Regions from separate parts of the Mus musculus genome. Here regions 1 and 3 are each linked to region 2. Evidence: chromatin contacts called from public promoter capture Hi-C data. All regions are on one chromosome and are shown on one strand. The core of a region is the stretch at or near the end of the contact, and the rest is flanking DNA. Distances in the headings are between cores, read along the strand shown.

The links. Promoter capture Hi-C pulls out the DNA fragments that hold promoters and counts their contacts. Capture Hi-C pulls out chosen DNA fragments and counts their contacts.
Region 1: a promoter capture Hi-C map of erythroid cells shows a contact between it and region 2, with 16 times the contacts expected there. The contact joins the promoter of Ccnb2 here to the promoter of Zfp280d in region 2. A contact is called at or near these places in 2 of 39 promoter capture datasets (erythroid cells and pre-B cells).
Region 3: a promoter capture Hi-C map of liver shows a contact between it and region 2, with 4 times the contacts expected there. The contact joins the promoter of Adam10 here to the promoter of Zfp280d in region 2. A contact is called at or near these places in 1 of 39 promoter capture datasets (hippocampal neurons) and 2 of 9 other capture datasets (adipose tissue and liver).

What each region holds. Positions count from the first base shown.
Region 1 is chr9:70,420,204-70,422,903 of GRCm38.p6, forward strand. Ccnb2 (cyclin B2) reads right to left here and starts at 1,351. Exons shown (of 9, transcript NM_007630.2): 1 at 1,214-1,351. The coding sequence starts at 1,237.
Region 2 is chr9:72,273,553-72,276,252 of GRCm38.p6, forward strand. Zfp280d (zinc finger protein 280D) reads left to right here and starts at 1,336. Exons shown (of 22, transcript NM_146224.5): 1 at 1,336-1,477.
Region 3 is chr9:70,677,703-70,680,402 of GRCm38.p6, forward strand. Adam10 (a disintegrin and metallopeptidase domain 10) reads left to right here and starts at 1,280. Exons shown (of 16, transcript NM_007399.4): 1 at 1,280-1,557. The coding sequence starts at 1,503.

The DNA.
Region 1 (2,700 bases), core at 101-2,600, 1.9 Mb before region 2:
ATTAATTGCCTTCATCTTGAATACAGTTAAGAAACAAGGCTTGCTATTCATACCCCAAAGTTTACAGTGTGGTACAATAACAAGTATTCCATGAGAAAAAAATATTTAACTTTCTGAGTGTTGGGGGAGGGGGGGAACTAATCCTACAAAACAAACAAAAAAACCTCTCCAAAGGTTGGGGTTTTTTTGTTTTTTTTTAAGATGACCTGTGTAGGATAGACCAGATAAACTGTACCCCATCCCTACACAAGACTTTAACTGTTAAATAATTTGAAAGAACAAATTAGACAAAAATTAACTTGTTAGTGGCAGTTAGAGCTACAAGACATGAACCCTGACTGTATGTTCCTCATTGTTTAGGATTCTGATCCCCAAATCTAAGCTGTTCGGTCTTTACTGCTAGCTTCCCACGGCTAAATTCAAAATGAGTTTGAAAGTTCAATTTCTTATGAGTTAAAGCCTGGTAATGAGGGGTACCCCTGAATTCACTGGGAAGAGGAATTGGAGGCTTTTAACTAGCCAGGACAATGGCAGCAGCTGTGTCGGGGGCCCTCTTGTTTTCAACTAAAGTAGACCGACCCTAGTACAATTAAAGCCTAAAAGTCAGTAATACTTTCATTCTCAAAAAGGTAATTAAAGGAATTTGGCCTTTTGCCCAACTGTCTGCCATCCTAGGATCCAAGTTTTGTACGTTTCCTCTTACACTTGGGTGTTTTTGTTTTTTGTTTTTTGCTTTTTTCGAGACAGGGTTTCTTTGAATAGCCCTGGCTGTCCTGGAACTCACTCTGTAGACCAGGCTGGCCTCGAACTCAGAAATCCGCCTGCCTCTGCCTCCCAAGTGCTGGGATTAAAGGCGTGCACCACCACCGCCCAGCACTTAGGTGGGTATTTGTTTTCATTTTGTTATTTCTGTTTTTTTTTTTTTTTAAGAGGACAAAACCACACTTTAATGACCTTGGCCAGGAAGGCAGTATGAAGACGCGAATGGGAAGCTCACACGAAGCAAACTGAAAAATGTGAAAAGTAGAGAAATGGCACTGGGCGGCTTCCCGGTTCCTCCCGGTCCTCATCCCCAGCGCAGCACAGCCCTGAGTGGTAACAGGAATGAAGACCCCAGGCCGGGCCTCTGGACCGCTTTAGCTCTGCCAGGGCCTCTCCGGCAGCCTCCCGGGCTACCCGGCAGGACAGGGCACCGTAGCCCCGGCGCACTCACCGTCGGGCGTCGGAGCAGCGCCATGAGGGCCGCCCTGGCAAGTGCGGACGAGGCACAGCCACTCCGGTCTGCGACACCGTTGGGAGGGTCAGGGCCCCGCCGCTCCGCGTCCACCGCCCGGTCCGCGATTCAAATACCGCGCCGCTGACGCACTATTGGGTAGACGCACGCAGGGCGCGCGCAACCCATTGGCTAGACTGGAAGGCCTTTCTGCACGTTGATTGGCTGGCTTGTATTTGCTTGTCATAGCAACCAGCGAGGCCACCAGGCTTTGTTGTTTCCTTGTCTACAGTCTTATTTTCAAATTCTAGTCCCTGATATTAAATAAAATAATTTTTCCTCCTACTGGAAAAGATTGTCTTAATTTTAGGGGTAGGAGTGGGGAGCCATCACCTAAGGACATATGTCTTTAAAAGTTTGTTCTGGGTTAGGTAGAAGTGGGTTCCAGAGAACTTCCTGGAAATGCTACTTCTGACCTTACTTCCTCTTCCGGAAACGTCTACCTGGGAATTTGGATTGGAATGGTCTGGCAAATGAAGCCATCGTCTCCAGGTCGTTCAGGGCTACAAGATGATTGTGACTCGGATGTGTACTGTATGTGGTCTTCCTAAAACAGATCCCCAGCAGAGTCATAATTCAAACTAGACGTGATTTGTGTGACTTCCAGCACAATACAGTAGAACTCAGAAACTATTTGTCAAATGACGGTGTGATGTGCACAAGATTTCAAAAGAAAAATAATGAGTATCCCAAGTTGTGAACAGTGAGAGACAAGACAGAAAACAAAAACAAAAACAAAAAACAAAACCAGAATATTACCCTGGGGAAAAGACTAGGTAACAACACAGAAAATGGTGCAGTGCCAGCAGAACGACTTGAGATCAGGCTACCCCATCAGTCTTGTTCAAGTCCCTTCTATTGGGAAATAATAAATGCTCCCTCCCCCTTCGCCCAAATCTGACATTTCCAATCTGAGTCTAAAGGAAGAACCAGTGTTGTCCAACACTCCCACCTGAAAAGACAAGGTGGCAGTACTACCCCTCGACCTAAATTACACATGGATATTGGAAACCAAAGGAGCAGAAATAACTATTTATATCCCATTAAGTTCTCTCAAGTACCTGCTAAAGGAAATGAAAGTTCTGTGGCTGCTGACTCTTGGTCCATCATCCTTACAATCACAGAGGTTACGCATAGCTTTCTCTTTCTTGGGAAGCTTTGGTTTGGATTGGGGAAGAAAATGTGCTCTGCAGTTTGTACTATTAGCACATGCTTGTAATAATTCCAGTTACTTGGGAGGCTAAGGCAGGAGGATTTTTTTTTTTCCTGAGACAGGGTTTCTTTGTATAGCCCTGGCAGTCCTGGAACTCACTCTGTAGACCAGGCTGGCCTTGAACTCAGAAATGGCAGGAGGACCTCTTAAACTCATGATTTCAGCACCAATTTGGCAACTCAGACCTATTCTCTAACTGAACTTTAACTTTAAC
Region 2 (2,700 bases), core at 86-2,585:
CCATAGCCAGCCATTGTTGCTTATAAGTCATTCTAATAACCCCCCTTTCTATGCACATGGATTCATTCTCTAAGTTCAGTTAGAAAACTAATAATATAGGTACCTAACACTGAGATGGTGACTGAATTGCTAACCTCTCACCTGACCACCTGGTGTCTCTTTCAAGGAAGTGATAGGCAGACAAATCCTAAATTCACAATACTGGGCTTAGCCCACCTGCAGTGTCCTCCTTCTGTCTTTCTAATGGATCTTGCTCCTCTCTGGCTTCTAGCCCCCTGTGGTCCTGTTCTGCAGCCCTAGCTCCACTGGCCTCCTATTGGGTTCCCAGATCCCTTCCCTTAGTATCTGCAACTCACTTTATATATGTATCAGCTTTCTGCTTTTGTCCTCTGAAATCTGCTGGTCTCTTTAAACCTTTTGTACCCATTCTCTAAGTATGAAATGTATTGAGCTAGTAATTAAGACTGGAATAAAAGAAGCTTTGATCGCCGAGAGCCTGGTATCTATAGACACTGAGGCTATTTGATAGAAGGTAGCTCATAGTATTTGAGTTTATGTGTATCTGTGTTTTTTTGTCTGTATATATGCCTGTGTGCCACTTTAGTGTCTGGTGCCTACCGAGGCCAGAAGAGGGCATCAGATCCCCTGAACTGTAGTTGTGTGCCACCATGGGGTGCTGCGAACCAAATTAGGGCACTCTAGAAAAGCAACATGGGCTCTTACTCATTTTACATCTCTCCAGCCCTCGTTTTATTGCCTCTTTCTTTCTTCCTTCCTTCCTTTCTTTTTTTTTTTTTTAACAAAATCTGACATCGTTCAAACACACAAATGTCCATCTACATTTCGGACATAACATGGTGTCTGTTTCCTTACAGATCCGACTTACGATGAAGTATTCTTATAAATACATCGGCCATTTTTTTCCACCTCCAATTACGGATTACTATTCATACAATAGGAGTGAAAAAGATACCCAAACAAAAACGTACTTTCCAAAAACAACGTGGTACTATCCTGGAAACTCATCTCCTTTTCCTCTCACACCCTTCCCCATGCCCTTTAACCCTCGCACACGGAGAAGGATGGAACTCACTGCTGAGTGCCTACAAATTCTAGGCCTGAGGCGGCCATGAGCGCCACGGCCTAGCTCAGCCCGGTCCCCGCGTGTCCTCGCCGGCTGCTAGGGCCCGGCCGGCCCGGGCCTTCGAGGTCCGCAGCACGGCGCATATGGCCGCGCTCGCCTCCCGCGTTGGCGGGAAGACTGGGAGCGCGGACGCGCGAGGCCAACCCGGAGCCTACCCATGAGGCACTGCGCCCTGGCTCGCGACAGCCCCCTCCCCCCTCACGGCGCCCAGCAGCCCCGCTCCGCGATGGGAGCCGGAGCGGCCTCGGCGTACACAGCCCGCGCTCCTCCCTCGCCTCCTCCTCTTTCTCCTCCTCCTCAGGGCTCCAGTCAGGCCGAGCCGCTCCGCTCACGGTAAGCGTCCCCCGCCCCGCGCGGCCGCCCGCCCGCCCGCCCGCGAAGGCCCTCCCGCGCGGCCGCGCCGCCGCACTCCGGGGGCGCAGGGTGGGGGTCTCGGGCCGCGGCGCGTCGGCGAGAGCGCCCGGGCCGGGCAGGGCAGGGGCCGGCTGCGCATGGGGCCGGGCCCGCCATCTTGCCGGGCCTGGCGCGGGAGGGTTCCCGGCGCGACGAGGCGAGGCGGCCGGCGGCGCGGCGGCCCACAGTACAGGGCCGCCCAGCCGTCGCCTCGCCTCGTCGCCTCGCCACCGCGCAGATCCTCCCATCGCTTTCTCAGCCCGGCTGTGCTCTCGGGGGACGACTCCCCTCGGTCCTTTGTACCTTGTCCGCGGGTGTGTGTGTGTGTGTGTGTGTGTGTGTGTGTGTGTGTGGCGGAGACCCGAGCTCACAACCCAACCCACTCGACTCTTCACGCAAGAGCAGAACCCCACTGGCGTTCGCCATAACAGCCACAGAGGCCTTACCTTGTGCTAGACGACCGCTCCTATCTAGCCACCTTTCTTGTCAAAGGAATGTCCCCACTCTGCCATAGCCCCGCTATTGTCTACCAGAGGAGGGCTTTGAGGAGAACCGAGCCTGACAGATTTTCCAGCTGTGCGTTGCAGGTTTCACTTAATAAACCACAAACGAGTGGTCGCGCTGAGGTTTTAGCCTGCGCAAGAAGATGGTGTTTTCACGACCAACCTGCATTTGTAACCCGTTAGGAAAGAAATATGCTAGGAAAAAAATGGACGTTAACCTGCTGCGAGCATGGAGACTTTTGGCTTCACGAAGAAAAAAAATTTTTTTTTTAAATAGTCCGCCATACTTAAACATTTGGCTTTATTTTCAAGTTTGGACTGAATCATCTAAATACTTGGACGTCTTTTAGTGCCCTTAACCATAAATTCACACGATGGAAGTAAGAGTTTGAAGGTACAAAACCCTTCCCTTGGCATCTGTGTGCTATCTTGTTTTGAGAGATGACTGTACCAACTCAAGTTGTTTGGATGTAACTGATAGGGTGAAGGGACCGGGTTGGAGGACCTTGTGCTTTTTGATGGTCCACCATCTGCACTAAAGCCATCCTTGAGTTTGAGTGGTTGTATCTGTCATTGGTGTCAATGTTTACCTTGGGCTACTTTCGGAGACGTTTTTGTTGGCAGAGCAGTTTTGAAGGTCAGCCTCAGAAATGACGATGA
Region 3 (2,700 bases), core at 30-2,529, 1.6 Mb before region 2:
GTGGGAAGTTCTGACTGCAGTATTGAGTTTAGTAATGTGAAGCAAAACAACAATTCATTTTTCAAAACAATTAAAATAAGTATATTCCTTAAGTAAGGTGTGACGGTGCATGGAAGATGGGAGGAATCAGAAGTTCATGTTTACCCTTGGCCTCATAACCACTCAAAGAATAACCTGGGATAATTAGATGAGAGATGGGAGATGGGGGTGGGAAAAGTATTCTCATCTTTATTTCTGTTTTCTTTAAAAACCACATTATCTACATTAACAATGTAGGTTGTAGAAAATATATAGGGCGGAAGTAAAAGGTTTGCAATTTATTCTTATTATCAATAATATAAACTCATATTCTTTGAGTCAACCGAAGCAGAGTTAAGTATGATGAAGACGTTGTAGTTCTTTTTTTTTTTCATTTATTCATTCGCGTTACATCCGAAGAGCAGCCCCGCTCCTCTCCTCCCAGTCCCACCCTTACAAATCCCTCCTCCCATTACTCCTAAAGTTGTAGTTCTTGAATACGAGTATAAAGAATCAAAGCGAGTAAATGAGAAGTCAAATACCGGTTTTGTAGAAGTTGGCATGAAGGAGGTATGAGGGAAACAGACTAACAAGCGAGCATTTTCTGAGCTGGAGACTAAGGACCACCGGCTTATTTATTTATTTATTTATTATTATGGCTAAGGCCTAGTAGGTGACATACATTTGCTAATGGTTCGGGAAGATACCCCTTTGGGTATTTTTTTCTTCCTGTTGGATCTTTCCTTTTATGTTCCCATCAGAGCTGTGTATCGCGGCTAAAATCATGGTTTGCTGGGACTGCTTTTGTTTACTTGGCAGCTGCAGAGCTTCAAAAGAAACAGATAGAGAAGCAAGGAAAACCTCTAGTTTTTTGGAGGCGAAGAAGCCGAAAGCCCTTCTTGACAGCTTCGGGGTAGGGTGTGATTCCAAGAGACAGTCCTTAACAGCTGGAAGAACCAGGTAGCACTTTCACAGGGAAAAGAGCGCTCCCGCCCGGGGCGGTGGGCGGAGTCTCCAGCGGCCCCGCCCTCCCAGGCCAATCCCTGCTCTCCGCCAGCGGACAGGAAGCAGCGGCGGGGCCTAGCGGCCCGGGCGCTCGCCTCGGCACGCATGCGCATTATCCCGGGGCGCTTGGGGGAGCAGGGCGGGGCGGGAGGCAGGGGTGCGGCCTCGCGAGTGTATTGGGTGCCGTCGCGTCACGTGGCGAGAAAGGAGGCGGAGGGCCGCGGCTCAGGGAAGGGGCTGAGACCAGGCGAAGAGCGAGGGCAGGGAAGCGGGGAAGGGAGGAAGGAAGAGGCCGAGGGGGAGGGAGGGCCCTGTTTTGGCGGAGCAGGGCGCGCGGCTGGGCCCCTGAAGTGGAGCGAGAGGGAGGCGCTTCGCCGGGTGCCACTGCCGGGGAGGCTCGTCGGGACCCAGCGCCGGTCGCGGCTCCCTCAGGATCGATGCACCGCGGTTAACCCGTGAGGAGGCGGCGGCCGGGGAAGATGGTGTTGCCGACAGTGTTAATTCTGCTCCTCTCCTGGGCGGCGGGGCTGGGAGGTGAGACACGACCCCGGGCGGCGACGGAGCGGCGGTCGGTCGGGCCGAGCGCAGCGTCGCGGAGCCGGGCCGCGCGTGTCAGGTCTCCTCGGCTTCTGTCAGCTCTCTCAGCTCGCCTCAGCCGACCCCGAGCGACGCTCCCCGCGCGCTATTGTCCCTCGCGCGCCCCGACCGCGCTCCCGCCGGCGGCGGCCCGAGCAGGCTGCGGAGCCCCGGGCCAGGCCTTCCCCGCCCCCACGGCCCGGCGGCCCTGCCTGCCCGGCTTCTCGCGCCGCTTTCCCCGGGAGCGGCGGAGCCCAGGCCAGCCGCCCTCGCGCACTCCGCAGCCACCTCAGCCCTGCCGGGGTCCGAGCCCCGGGACCGCGCAGACTCGCAGCAACTTGCGAGGTTGGCAGCGCGGCGGGAGCATTGTTCTGCAAGCGAGCGAGCGGACCCGGGCCGGGTGTCGGACGCCGGTGTGCGTGTCCCACCCGAGTGCCTTCCCTCCGCCTCGTGCTCTTTTCGGAGTGTTTGTAGCCAGCGCGCCGGAGGTTGTGTGTGTGTGTGTGTCTGTCGTTCTGTCTGTCTGTCTTCTGTCTCCCCGGGGCAAGACTTTAGTTGACTGAGGAGAAGGGCAAGCCGTTTTAGGATGCTCTTCGATCCATCTGTCTTTTTGAGTTGAGTCCACAGAGAAGCAAGACCGACCCTTCCTGGGCGAACCAACTTGCAGAGTTTTCTTAAACTCTCAGGTGGAGCAGACGTACTGCTTAGTCAGAGGATTGTCAGGGCTGTGCTCCCTCCCCCTGCAAATTGGAGTTCACTGTTGCTTCAAGTTTCCTGATGCTTCGGGTTTGAGACAGCGGTATTTCATTCCCAGGCTTTCCTAGGACAGGTTGCATGATTATTTTGTTCCTATGAGAAAGTGCTTTACCATAGGTAAGCTAATTTGCCGCCCAAGTGTCTGGAGAGAGGTTAGCTTAAAAGCATTGAATTGGAAACAACCCCCAGAACTTCCAGGGGTGCTTCGGATGGTTGTCAGCAGCCTAATTTGATACTTTAGAAAATATCCTAGTGTTTTCTGTAGTGTATTGTCTGTGTTCATCCCTTTGTCTCATTGACTTAAACTGCAGGACCCAGCCTATTTTTGTCTGGCATTCTGCTTAC